Regions from separate parts of the Mus musculus genome. Here regions 1 and 2 are each linked to region 3. A link is a contact called in public Hi-C and promoter capture Hi-C data. All regions are on one chromosome and are shown on one strand. The core of a region is the stretch at or near the end of the contact, and the rest is flanking DNA. Distances in the headings are between cores, read along the strand shown. Region 1 holds the start of 1700020G03Rik (a long non-coding RNA gene). Region 2 holds the start of Ell (elongation factor RNA polymerase II). Region 3 holds the start of Pgls (6-phosphogluconolactonase).

Region 1 (4,428 bases), core at 801-3,300, 1.1 Mb after region 3:
GGGGTCAGCAGGGTCGTGACGAAGGCGGCCAGGGACAAAGGGCGCTTGTCTGCGGCCTGCCCTGACCGGGTGGCTGCTTCCCGGACGCCGGGAGTCCGCTGATTCACGCGGACAGCGCCCCCCGCCCCCGCCGCGCCGCCCCGGGGGGTAGGAAGTGGAGGGGGGGGGGAACGCGGGGCGGCGGCGAGTCAACTTTCCCTCTTAAGCCCCGAAGGAATGTCGGCGGATTTCCTGAAATCCGACCCCGGCCGCCCGCCGGCCGCCCGCCCCTCACCTGGGCCAGCTCCCCCGGGAACGCCAGGAGGGGCGTCGGGGCTCACCTGGGGGGCCGGGGTCAAGTCCTCTTCCGCTTACCCCCAGCGGCCTCGGGGAGCGGAAAAGGAGGGGGTGCTGGAAGCCAACAAACTTACTTTCAGCCCTGGGTCGCTCTGACTCAAACCCTCATGCCTCAGTTTCTCTCTCTGCAAAGAGTCATGGGAAGTTCTTTTTTACACTGGACGATGACCCCCCACACACACACACACACGGTGTCACGTGGCCCAAGCTAGCCTCGATTTTTCGGCCATCCTCCTGTCTCGGTCTTTCTTGTTGAGACTGTCAGGCCCGCCTTGTCATCAGCCCCCATCCTCCCTAGCTTGGCAGCCTCTGTTAGCCCTCTTCTGTATCATGTCACCTAAGCCCATCCCCTGTGCCATTCCGGGTTCCAATGACCTAATTTGGAAGGGGGACAGCCCTACCCTATAGGGTTTTTGTCAGAGAAAAAAGTCATGGCAAGAAAATCTTTGTTGAAAGGAGTGTTTGTTTGAAATTGAATGAAGGACCGTAATTGCAGAAGGGTTAAGTGCCCGGGACTCTGCAAATGACAAGTGTGAACTTGAATTCCGGCTCTGCCCAGGCGTCCGGGTGCCAGGTTTCCCACCTGTAAATTGGGGAAACAGGCTTTGCGTTTGGTTTCTTGAGACAGGGTCTCGCTCACTATAGAGGGCCAGACTTAGAACTCACGTCCTAACCCAGATTGACCTGGACCTCGCACCGATTCTTCTGCCTCAGCCTTTCCGCGTGTTGGGATGATGGGCATATGCCAAGGCGTCCGACTTGAGGAAACGGTTGGGGTCCCAGCGCACAGGGACCGTGCCCAGGGTGCGCTGGTGGAAGAGAGGCCCAGCCCGGGAGGGGCGGGGGAGGGGCCGCGCCGGGATCCAGATGTTCAGGTCCGCCAGGCACAGCCGCGCCTGATTAAGCCACGTGGGGGCCGGCCCCGGCCGCTGAGATGAAAGCAAACGGCCGGCGGGGACCCGGGCGCGCCAGCCCCTCCTCCCGACCGGAACCTGCGGCTCCCTGTGACCCGACGACCCTGCGAGCGGCCTCCTCGTCTACTGGGGCGGAGCGACTGGACGCGCAGGCCGCAAGGCACCTGTGCCAAGCAGGCCACTGGGGCTCAGAGCCCGCGCCCTGGCGCCCGGACGGAGGAAACCGTGGAGACCTCCGAATCCAGGACGGAAGCCACTGTGTCCCTATTTGCTTCAAGTTTTCCCACCAGATGGGAAAAGTGAGCGGCTCAGAGGCCTTGTTAGAGTGCTGGGGGCCTCCGAGTCCCAGGGAGACAATGGGTTCCCTCAGGTCTGTTTTTCCGCACTGAAATGGAGGGAGACCACCTTAAGTTTTGCTCCCTGAAGTTCCTCGAGGACTTCCTGGAGGAGGCAGCTGCCCCTAGAGTACCTCCCCCTAGAGTCTTAGTGTCCCGGAAGCAGGCCAACTGTGGCTGGTGGTCGGCTAGTTTCCGCGCCCTCAGATGCTTCAAATCCACCCCGGCTCCAGCTCTATGGTCCTGCTCGCTCCTTCTGGCCTCCCTTCTCCTCCACTCCCTCTCTCTCCACTCCCAAGTCTTTGTCCGCCTCCTCCTGGTCCTCAAACACCTCTTGTTTCCCCTCCTCCCTAACTGTCTTCCTTCCTTCTTACCATTTTTTACCCCTCCCCTCCCCCACTTTCCGTTTTCTTCCTCTTCTCATTCTACCTCCCCCTCCATCCTCCCAGGCCTTCAACCTCCTCATCCTCTTGGTCTCTCTCTCTCTCTCTCTCTCTCTCTCTCTCTCTCTCTCTCTCTCTCTCTCTCTCTCTCTCTTTCTCTCTCTCTCTCTCTCTCTCTCTCTCTCTCTCTCTCTCTCTCTCTCTCTCTCTCTCTCTCTCTCTCTCTTCTTTCATTGCCCTGTCCATACTCCTCTTCCCTTTTTAAAAAATTCCTTGACTAAGGATCTTAGATGCTCCCTGCCCCGTTGCTCTTGGCCTTCATCCCTGAGTGGCCTGAGATAGGCCTGTCACCGTATCTAGCCAGGTCCTCTTTGTCATTCCCGGCACGCAGATCCAAGTCCGGTCAAAGAGCCGGACCATGAGTATCAAGAATATGTCCCCGACCGGAGTAGAGATTCACCTGCCCGCCCCGCTCGCCGCAGCACACCCCCCCCCCCTTCCCAGGCTGCCTCGCTCAGTGACGTCAACACCCGGTCCCGCATCCCAGGGCCCGCGCTGCGCATCTTCAGCCATGGCTGCGGTAGCATTGCCGCTGCTGCTGTTGTTGGCGTCACTGGTCACCCCAACCCCAGCGCGTGACCCCTTCGCTCCGCAGCTCGGGGACACTCAGAGGTGCCAGCAGCGGTGTCGCCAGCACCACCCTGGCTCGCCTCCTGCGCAGGTAACAGATGGACTCTCAGGAACCCAGTGACTGGAAAAGGAGAGGGACCTGAGTGTAGGACCCTCAGATGGAAGAGGGGATGCGAGTACCTGGTATGCTAGTGCAGATTGGGGTCCTGGGAAGGGGCCTGGATGGGGGAACCTCGGATGAGAAAAGAGCTGACGTGGGGTTCCTCAGGTTGGCAGAGGGATGCGGGATTCTGAGAGTCCCTAAAGAGATGTGGGAGCCAGAGAGTCCTCTAGAAATAGTGGGGCGACAGGATGGAGGATCTTCAGGAGTGGGAGGAACTGAGGTGCCTGCAATGAGGGTGTCTTGAAGGGGGAGGGGTCTCTCAGAACTGCCCTTCCTTCTAGGAAGGGATCAATTGGCACCTGGGGTGAACACTGTAAGTGGGGACATGCCAAAGGGAGGCTGAGACCTGCACCTGAGAGGTCCTGGAGCACACCCCACCCACAGTCCAAGGCTACTTGGTGCTGTCCCTCCTTCCCCCATGGGCTCTCTTCTCTTCCCACGTTCCTCACTGCCTTCTTGGAGACAGTTCTGCTCCAGGCTGTTCCCAAGTGCAAGCTCTGCCTCTCTCTGAGAAGCCCTCTGCCAGCCTCCATCCTGGAGAGGCCACTGTGCAGGCCACTATCCAGCCTGCTTAGAAAGCTGCTTGCTGTTTCTCAGAAGGCACCCCTCCCCCCATGATGATCCTGGCTTTCTGAAACCTGACTTCAGTCTCGTGGATTCTTAGGGGGACCCCAGCCTTCTTCCCCGAGTACCTTTGCCTGAGTCTCTTATCTCCCTTCCCAGCCTGAGCCAGAGGGTCCCTCAGAGTCCCCGAATAACAAGGCTATCCTGATCAGTGCTTGTGAGCGTGGCTGTCGGCTTTTCTCCATCTGCCGCTTTGTGGCCAAGAGCTCTAGGCCCAATGCCACAGAGACAGAATGTGAAGCAGGTGAGTCCTCCAGGGCTGGGTGCACTTTGGGGGTGCCTGCAGCAGAGGTATCCTGGGAAGCAGCTCCCAGTGACTCCATCCTGTGGCCCACAGCCTGCACAGAAGCTTACGTGAAGGCAGCGGAGCAACGGGCCTGCAGTGAGGGGTGCTGGGGCCAGATCCCTGAACCTGAGACCCAGCTGGAGCAGAAGGTGAACCCCCTAACCTATAAATCCCCATCTCAAAACCAAGCACTCAAAGAAAGACTGTGTGGCTTCTTCCCCTTAAGTGAACACAGCTGACATATGGCAGGGCAGGGGTCCCTGTTGGATACTGAAACTCAGGTTTTCTTACACTAGTTGTCTAAATCAGCACAGCCCAGTTTTCCAGCACCAGTTTGTCTTGGGCTTCCTCTTCCTAGGACTTGGCTTTGGACCCGCCCAGGGGGCGCCTCTCCCTTCGGTACCTGTTTTCCATGCTCTGTAGCGACCTGATGAGTTCTGCCCAGGGCTTTCTATCCTCCTCCTGGACATATTCCCTTCAGACAGACAACCGGAAAGTGGTGGTGTTCCAGGTGAGAGAACAATGGCACAGTGAACCGGAGTGGCATCCCGTGGTTGCCTCATGGTATATGAAGTCCTCATGAGAGAACTTCAGGCAACATTACATCCAGGAACACTGTTCTTGCTATCCATGTAGGTCCCGGTGACTGAACTCAGTTCATGCGGCCTGGCAGCCATTACCTTAGTTCACTGAGCCATATTACCTGCCCTCTGTTTGGGGCTTTACCTGAAAAGGGTTTACTCTGATTGGCACTGGC
Region 2 (4,081 bases), core at 96-2,595, 1.1 Mb after region 3:
CTGACAGCAGTGACTCATGCTCTGGCCCAGCTGTTTCTGAGAAAAGCCCTGGTTCTCCAGGACTAGTCAGAATGGCCCAAGGGGAAAGACTACAGGTTGGAATTCTAACCAGGAAGAGTGGCTGGGCTGGTCACTCAGTGGCTGCCACCCAAATCCTCACCACCTCTTCCTTCTCACCTGCAGGGGCACTTTCTGCCCCTTTTGACAAGGGAAGAAGGACTTTTTCCAAAGAGATTCAACCTGTTCTAGGAAGGAAAAAACTAAAACCCGGGCACGGGCAGGAAGTGGCTCAAAGAAGTGAAGGGAAGACATGCAGGAAGAGGTAGGCTCCCCAGATCACTGAATGGGGAATAAATTCCTGGCTTGGCCAATGGTGCAGCACATGTCCTGGGCAGGAAGAAAACCACATTCTTTCCTAGTTACTCTCTGTTCACTCGACCGCGTCAACACCCCCCGAGCCAGCACAGGCAAACACACATCCCAGACACAGACTCAACACCCCAGTCACTTTAGTAAGATGAACCCTCAAGCCACTTCCCCTGGGGTCCTGCAACTTCTGTCTCAGTGGATGGATGCAGGGTGATACCGTGGCTTGGGTGGGGCATCAAGGTGTGACCCAGAGTGAGGCACAGGAAAGAGGGACACAGCCAGGATCCCTAACCCCACTCCCAAGCCAGGAGGCAGTACCAAAAAGCCTGGAATTTCTCCCAGATGAAGAGTGGAAAATGGAGAGACCAAGTGTGGTGGCTACAGTTGCCTCCTGCTGAGTGCCCAGGGGAGGAAGCCCCCATGGCTAACACAACCACCTCCGTCGGTGAGAAAAACACAACAGCCTTGTCCAAAATATCCAGGGAAACAGGGTTACAAGAGTGGCAGGATCTGGGGCCAGGCAGTAAGTTTCTGTCAAACTACCCCTTCTATGAGTGGATCCAAACACACCTGTCATCCCAGCACTTAAGAACCTAAGGCAGGAGGATGGCCGTCAGTTCAGGGACAACCTGAGCTACATAGAAAGGACCTATTTTTAAAAAAAGAGACAAGAGTAGAGCCAACCTGAAGGATGTCACTGGGGCTGGTCAAGGTATCGCCAGGTGTGGACGCGCGGCCTTGTCCCCCACAGGTCCCCGCAAGTGTCTCCCCACGGCGCAGCCTACCCGCCAGGACGCCGCAAAGCTCACCTGGTGGGCCCGGTAGCTTTCAAAAGCCTTCAAAGCACTGTCGGTGAGCTTCACGTGGAACACCGACACCCTGCTGCCGTCGCTCACGCGCCCACACGACAACCCGTAACTCCTAGCCTCCTTCAGCGCCGCCATCTTGCAACCATCACTCCCCCGCCCCCCTCCTCAGCGACTGCGCCCGCACGCCGGCCTGACCCGCCCCGCCCCGCCGCGCCGCCCGCCGACGTGCTGCATTATTCATGAGGCCAGCATAGCCACGCCCCACTCCGGGCGCGCGTGCCTTCTTTGACAGAGCTGAGGAACATTTTGCCTCGGGCCCGCACAGATGGCCACGCCCCCAAGCACTTACAGGCCCGCTCTCGGGACCGGAGACTGTGAGTCTTGCTGTATTATTCAAGAAGAGAGGTTAGCCACGCCTTCCCGCGCGCTCCAAACCCGCCTTCAAAAACTAACCACAGCGCAACTGGCCACTCCCTAAGGGTCTCGCGAGGCCAGTCATAGCCTTAAAACAGCTCTTCAGAGCTCTCTAAGAAACTTCCCTCCCTTGCAAACAACTCCCATGCGCGTGCGCCAGTTCACAGACAGGCTCCTCCTACCTGACGACTCCTCCTGCATTATTCATGAGACGAAGGCAGCCTCGACCCCAAGACTGCAGGAAACCCATCCTCATCCCAAACCCAGCAAAGCCCTCTCAGCCTCGCGACCTGTCGCGTGAGTGTGTTATTTATGAGAAACTGGCCGTGATCTCCGACGTGTTGGTAGACTGCCAGGCCGCGACGACGAACACGTTTGTTCGCAGTTGCCAGCCAGATCTAGATGGTCACTCATATGCAGCGAGCCCACCCCGCCCCCAGTGAAAAAAAAATCACCTTAAAGAAACATATTTAGCCACGCCTACACGCGTTGAAGCCCGCCTCCTCTACCAGCCCTATGCCACGCCCCCAAACGCCCATGGAACCCTGCGTCACCGAGGAACTGCTCCCCAAGCGCTCCGCGTTTGGCCACGCCCCCAAACTCCCGTAAAGCCCGCCTACCGACTTGCTGTATTATTCATGAAGCAGGCGTGGCCACTCCCCCACCCCGTGCTTGCTGATTTTCCCAGACCACCGCTTGCCCGCCAAACGCCCAACTGATACGCCCCCCGCAGTCGCAGGGTCTGCCCTACTTCAGTTCATGCACTGGGCTACATAGTCAGACCCCAAGCTCCCGAGGCCCTCCCCAGAAGCCTCAGCCGCTGGGCAAGCTGAGTTATTCAGGAGTTGCCGCTGCCGCGTTTCAAAAACCAATTTTCAAGGGTTTCCCACCCAACTGACTTAAGATCCCTGACCGCTTGACCGACGTGGCCTATTCCCCACCCGCTCATAAGTATAAGAGCTGACGGTTCCATCTTTCCAAGCTCCTAACCTCGCCGCTACATGTGTTACTCATGAACCCTTAACACTTGAACTTGGGCCTTTCAGCTTGATATTTATGCTTTTTTTCCGCGTTCCTTGGGTGGAGTCTAGGCACAGCTCTCCAGAGGGTCAAGTGCCAGGCCTGCTCGCACCAGGACGGAGTGGGCGTCTGTTGAGGCTTGTGGTGGGCGTGGTTACATAAACCAAGTGGGCGTGGGCTTGCCCGGTCCAGCTAATAGGGGGGATCCCCAGAACCAGGGCAAGAACTGTGGAAACAGGATGAAGTGCTGATTATGTCTGATGCTAAAAGTTCAACAACTGGATGAATATCCCACACGTCACGCGCTGGTTTTCCAATAAACAACTCTTAACGCAACATCCAACACGTACTCAATGTTGCACAACCGACACCACTGACTGTTCCAGAATATTTCTATCAAAGGAAAGCCTGGTCCTCATTTGCAGTTTTTCCTGTTCCCTCTCTGTCACCTGGCAACTCTGATCTGCTTGTCTTTGTGGGTATTTCATAGTGCGGTCCTACAACCTGAGGCCTTTGAGGTGTGATTGTTGTCAAGGATCATCAATTGGTGATGAATCAGAGCTTCGTTCCTTTTTGATGACTATGTAATATTTTGGTGTGTGTAATTAACAGCTTCTCTTACTCATGTGATGATCAGCATCAATTACTGCTGCTCACTGCTTACCTGTGGACACTTTTGTTTTTGTTTTAAGATATATTTATCTGATGTCTGCGAGTACACTGTAGCTGTCTTCAGACACACCAGAAGAGAGCATCAGATACCATTACAGATGGATGTGAGCCACCATGTGGTTGCTGGGAATTGAACTCAGGACCTCTAGAAGAACAGTCAAGACCTCTGAGCCATTTCTCCAGCCCTGTAGACAGTTTTTGTTTTTGTTTTTGGAGACAGGGTTTCTCTGTATAGCCCTGGCTGTCCTGGAACTCACTTTGTAGACCAGGCTGGCCTCGAACTCAGAAATCCGTCTGCCTCTGCCTCCCAAGTGCTGGGATTAAAGGCGTGCACCACCACACCCGGCTAAGCATAAAGTTTTTAACATGTTATGGAGAAGAGGTCCTAGCTAGTCAAGCCATAGAGTGGAGCTGCCAGCTGCAGTCTCCAGGAGACATCTCTGTAGATTTAGTTCAACCACAGAGCAGAGTCAGGAAATGCTTTGTTTCACCAACACAGTCCTGGTCTCCCTAGTGCTAAGATGATAGGTGTGAGTCACCACCCAGCTTTGAGCTACTTTTATGTGCATGAGTGCTTACATACATGTGTCTATGTGCCATGTACAGCCATAAGAAGGTATGAGGTCTTCTAGAACTGGACTTACAGATGGTTGTGAGTTTCCATGCTGGGAACTGAACCCAAGTCTTCTGCAAGAGCAGCAGGTACTCATAGCTCCTGAGCCACCTCTCCAGACCCTTGTTTCAAGGCATGGTTTCATGAGTCCAGGTTTGCCTGCAATTTACCATATAGCTTAGGG
Region 3 (4,533 bases), core at 669-3,168:
CTTTGAGAGCAGGTGTGTCTGTAGAAGGGGAAGGGATAGTCAAGGAGTAACATGACTTGCCTAAAGCCAGGAACCCTGAGTCACACGGCGTTCTTCTCCACAGCCTGGCTGACTCTTCGGAGTGGCTCGGGCTCCCTCAATCAGGGACTCAGCCTGGCTGCATCCAGTACACAGCTGGCACCTGACTATACAGAGGTGAACTCCAGGAAGAAGACTGTGATCTACTCTTAGACACCCTGCCTGTGTCTCCATGTCTGGCTCTTGGAGTAAGTCCAGCTCAGTGGAGCAATGCCAGGGAGAGGCTGGGGGCAAATGTCAGAATGCCAGGATGCTGTGCCCTAGAGATGGGGGTGCTGGGGACTCTGTTAACCAACAATGCTCAGGGCGCTGGGGACCCTGGAGAACAGAGGAGCACAGGGCTCCAGACTGAAGGCCATAGGAAGGTGAGCCAGGAAGGCAAAGGAGAACTGGCCGCTGAGTCCACTCTACATGGCTCCTGTCTCAGCCCATTGGGCAAGACACCTACTGCTCAAAGTGTCAACAGATTCCTGGTGATGAAATCCTGCTTCCTTCAAAGACCCAGCTGTTAACCAGGTCACCTCAGAGGGGCCTACTTAGGGGTCTTAGCTTTATTTTTCTTGAGTGGGCTGCATCAAAATAAGTCTCACGTTGCACAGGCTAGCCTCGAACTGGGTAGCTGGGAATGACCTTGAACTCCCGATCCTCCAGCCTCTACTTCCTCATTGCTGGGAAGACAGGGGTGCACCATCATTCCTGGTTTATATGACACTGGAAATGAAGCCTGGACCTTAAGCATTCTAGGCAAGCACAATATCAACTGAGCTACAAGTACCCTACCAACTGAGCCTTGTGCTAGTACACACAGCCAGTTCAGTGAAGTTCTTGGGCAGGCATCGTGTTCAAAGTGGTGCAGTTTCAGGTCCCTAGATGAGGGTCAAGGCGACATGAATCTTCTGTTTCCCCACCTGTAAGTAAGTGTAATGGCCCTTCCTCCCCTGCTTCAGACCCATGACACTGGACCAGCTTCCCCTAGGAGGTGGTGGCAGTCATCCAAGTGTGCTCAGAGCTCAATCCTCCATGCCTCAGTTTCCCTGTGTGTGACGCAGGGACCTCTGTAACCTATAGGGCGCCTTGTGGCCATCATACCCCAGGCTGCTGGGAGGCGATGGCCAACGGCTCTTGTTAAAGAAAACTGAGACCCAACACACCCTGGACACTAGAGGCAGGCTGAGTGCACAAACAGCCATGACCCACGAGGCCCCACAGCCAAGGTACGGCCCTTAGGAAGATACGGGGGACGGAGGCCCGTCAGGCTGCACTTGGATGGACATCACTGCGCATCCAGCAAGACCCCGTGGGGCCCGGAGCCCGCGGGTAGGCGTTGAAGCAGATCCTTGCGTTTCCTAGGCAGGCTGAGCCAGTTCGGCGTGGCCCGCGCTTCCTCGGCGGACTGAGCCGACTCCGCGTGGCCCACGGCGGCCCTTGTATCTTGAGTTTCCACGGTAGGCTGAGCCAGCTCGGCGTGGCCCACGGCGGCCCCCGTAGCCCGTACGGTGCGCGCCCCCGCAGCGCTCACCCGGTAGAGGCCGTACGTGCTCTCGGCGTGGTCGAAGGGCACGAGGCGCTCGTCGCAGAAGCCGAGCGTCCAGCGCGCAAAGCTGGCTGGTCCAGCGGGAGCGGCGGCGGCGGGCAGGTCTCGGGCTAGCATGGAGACCAGGCTGCCGCCTGACAGACCAAGCGCGAAGCGGCCACGGTCCCCTTCCAGGCAGCTCGCGGCCCGCTGCGCCACCAGCTGCGCCAGCGACGCGCCCAGCTCTTGCGGGCTGGAGAAGACCGAGATGAGACTGGGCGCGGGTGCTGCCATGGCGGTGGGGAGGCGGCGGCGCTCCCGGCAGAGGCCAGTACGCCAGTGCGCCTGCGCGACGGCCGCGCTGCCATGGGTCCGAGCACTTTGAGCCAAGGTCGTGGCGCATGTGCAGTTGCACAAAAGAAGCGTCGCCGGGGCCGGGCTAGCGGGTGGTTCCCGAAACCGCAGTGCTCCGCAGGGCTTTGAGGTGGGTAGTGGGCGGGCAGTCCCCGGCGCTTCCCTGGGCGAGACACGCCTTGCTGGCCCGGTTTCTCGCATTTTATTTAGTTTTTAAGCTGGAGTCTAGTAGCTCCGACTGGCCTCACGCTCCTGATCGTTCTTGATTGGAGTGCTGGGGTGACCGGAGTGCCACAGCACTCTTGAGCGTTTTTCAGGGTGCGGTCGGAAGCACAGAGTGCGCCAGCTGCAGCGTGATAAGGTCAGTAAGCTCTCAGGTGGCAAGGACAGGAGGCTAGCCGGGAGTTAGAGGCTGTGACGTCCCCATGCCTGCACGGCTCTCCCCACATTCGCCTATCTCGGCCAGTCGCCCCTTCTCTGTTACTCCAGCGGATGCGGCAGTTTGTAAGGTCTTCTGCTCACAGCTGTCTGCGGCAGAAAGAGGATTCCTCAAGACAACCGCCACACGACAGTTGAACATCTGCATTTGAATGTGAAACTGCCCCGGTTCTTGTGCTTGAGCCGGTGGCTCCCAGTCGCCCGTGCTATTTTAGGAAAATACAGAACCTTTAGGACTGTTAAGAGCCTTGACCCAAGTAGATCAGTCAGAAGGTGACAGCTGTTTCCACCACAAAGACCCAATTAAACCCCCTCTGGTTCCTCTCTCTTAATTTTCTCCCGCATGTATATCTTTGAACCAAGTGCATGCAGAGGCCAGGAGAGGGCATGGGATGCCCTGGAACTGTTAGATGGTTGTGGTCCTCTGTGTGGAAGGAGGGTAAAAAGCCGAACCGGTGATCTTAACCCCTGAGCCACTGCACCCTCCTGAACTCGAGAGAGCTCCAAAATCCAAGCAGTCAGTCACTGTGTCGGTACTGAACCCAGGGCCTTCTGCATGCTAAGCCCAGGCTAGACCATTGGCTGGACCCCAATCCTAAACCTACAGCCTTTCTGAGTGCCCATGTGAGGCTGCAAGTGGCAAGTTATACAGTGTGAAACACTGCAAGAACTTTGTTGTTATTCAAGACATGCTGCTGCTGCTGCTGCTGCCCTGACTGTCCTGGAACTCTGTGGACCAGGCTGTCCTCCAACTCACAGAGACCTGCCTGCCTCTCCTTCCCAAGTGCTGGGATTAAAGGCATGTGCCTTTGAACACATTTTAAAACCTTTTATCGTTTGTGAATTTAACATCATGCCCCCTAACCTCTCTCACCGCCCCCCTTCAGCTCATAACTTCCCACACCCTTGTCACCCTCCCAGTAGAGAAAATGCTCATGGAAGCTGTAGTGTGTCAGTGTGTCCCACAGTATAACCTGATGTTCACACTTCTTTGCTTGCAAATGTTCATTGCAATGACTTGGTCTGCTACAAGGTCTCTGGCTACTGCTACACTATCAATACTGAACCGTCAATGGGACTGTCTTGGATATCCTGTTGTTGCCCTGTGTCATAGAGGTCATTGTACTTTTGGATATGTAGGACTGGTCCCTTCATGTACCCCAGTAGTTCATCAGTGGGGTAGATGTTGGGGTGGGTCAATTCAAAGCCCTGGGTCTTGGCCTGAGAGGTATCTGAGCTGGTCAGCCCACTGGGGTTCTCACACCCTTGGGGACAGCTCACCAGCAAACCCTGCAACCAGGGTGTACTATGCTGCCCAATGTAGGTATAGGGCCTACTCTCCTGAATGCTTCAGCTGGTGAGGGACATGGCCAGTTCTCCCACTCTCATGACCTAGGGCCAACTCTCTGACTTGCCACAGGTGGTGAGGAACAAGAGAGGAAAGAGGGCATCTCTCTGGCTATGGGAGGTGCCAACTCTCCCATGACACTCAAGTGAGGAGTAAGGCCAGTTCTGCACAGCCCTCAGGCATCAACATGACTTCCAGCAGCTGACCAGACCAGAGATGTCCACCTAGCCTTTGGTGGCAGGCTGCACCTGGGCTGTAAACCCAGACATGGCCCTCAATGGCAGCACAAGCCAGGGCCCCACTATGGTCCTAGACATCACTGGCTTGTCTCTCTCTCTCTCTCCTCTTCCTCTCTCTCTCTCCTCTTCCTCTCTCTCTCTCTCTCTCTCTCTCTCTCTCTCTCTCTCTCTCTCTCTCTCTCTCTCTCTCTCTCTCTCTCTCTCTCGTTCTCTTTCTTCGAGACAGGGTTGCTCTGTGTAGCCCTGGCTGTCCTGGAACTCACTCTGTAGACCGGCTTTGAACTCAGAAATCCACTACCTCTGCCTCCCGAGTGCTGGGATTAAAGGCGTGCGCCACTATGCCTGGCCTCACATCTTTCTGCTTCTCTTTTTCTTCCATTTCTCCACCACTTACTTGCTTCTCTTAGTGGTACCTGGAGTACCTGAGTGTCTAGGGACATCTCAGAAGTGCTGCAGCCCGTATGTGCATTATGGTCCTGGGCAGGGGTCACTTCTGGCATGCGTTGCAATCCCCAGGCATGTGCAGCACCAGACTGATGGTCATCTCAGACTAGCTCCATCGG

Evidence for each region. Promoter capture Hi-C pulls out the DNA fragments that hold promoters and counts their contacts. Hi-C and Micro-C count contacts between places; a contact is called where the count stands out from the background.
Region 1: a promoter capture Hi-C map of embryonic stem cells shows a contact between it and region 3, with 2.8 times the contacts expected there. The contact joins the promoter of 1700020G03Rik here to the promoter of Pgls in region 3.
Region 2: a Hi-C map of B cells shows a contact between it and region 3, with 8 read pairs. The contact joins the promoter of Ell here to the promoter of Pgls in region 3. A contact is called at or near these places in 1 of 484 Hi-C or Micro-C datasets (B cells), 1 of 115 datasets of contacts at active chromatin or transcription factors (embryonic stem cells) and 2 of 9 other capture datasets (liver and pancreatic islet).

The regions. Positions count from the first base shown.
Region 1 is chr8:70,485,429-70,489,856 of GRCm38.p6, reverse strand. It overlaps 1700020G03Rik (a long non-coding RNA gene), which reads right to left and starts at 2,050. Exons shown (of 2, transcript XR_870493.2): 1 at 1,003-2,050; 2 at 1-919. It overlaps Tmem59l (transmembrane protein 59-like), which reads left to right and starts at 2,509. Exons shown (of 8, transcript NM_182991.3): 1 at 2,509-2,689; 2 at 3,485-3,629; 3 at 3,723-3,820; 4 at 4,030-4,182. The coding sequence starts at 2,540.
Region 2 is chr8:70,536,939-70,541,019 of GRCm38.p6, reverse strand. Ell (elongation factor RNA polymerase II) reads right to left here and starts at 1,345. Exons shown (of 12, transcript NM_007924.2): 1 at 1,179-1,345. The coding sequence starts at 1,313. Gm51534 (a long non-coding RNA gene) reads left to right here and starts at 1,491. Exons shown (of 2, transcript XR_003947400.1): 1 at 1,491-1,552.
Region 3 is chr8:71,589,569-71,594,101 of GRCm38.p6, reverse strand. It overlaps Pgls (6-phosphogluconolactonase), which reads right to left and starts at 1,918. Exons shown (of 5, transcript NM_025396.3): 1 at 1,598-1,918; 2 at 1-18. The coding sequence starts at 1,885.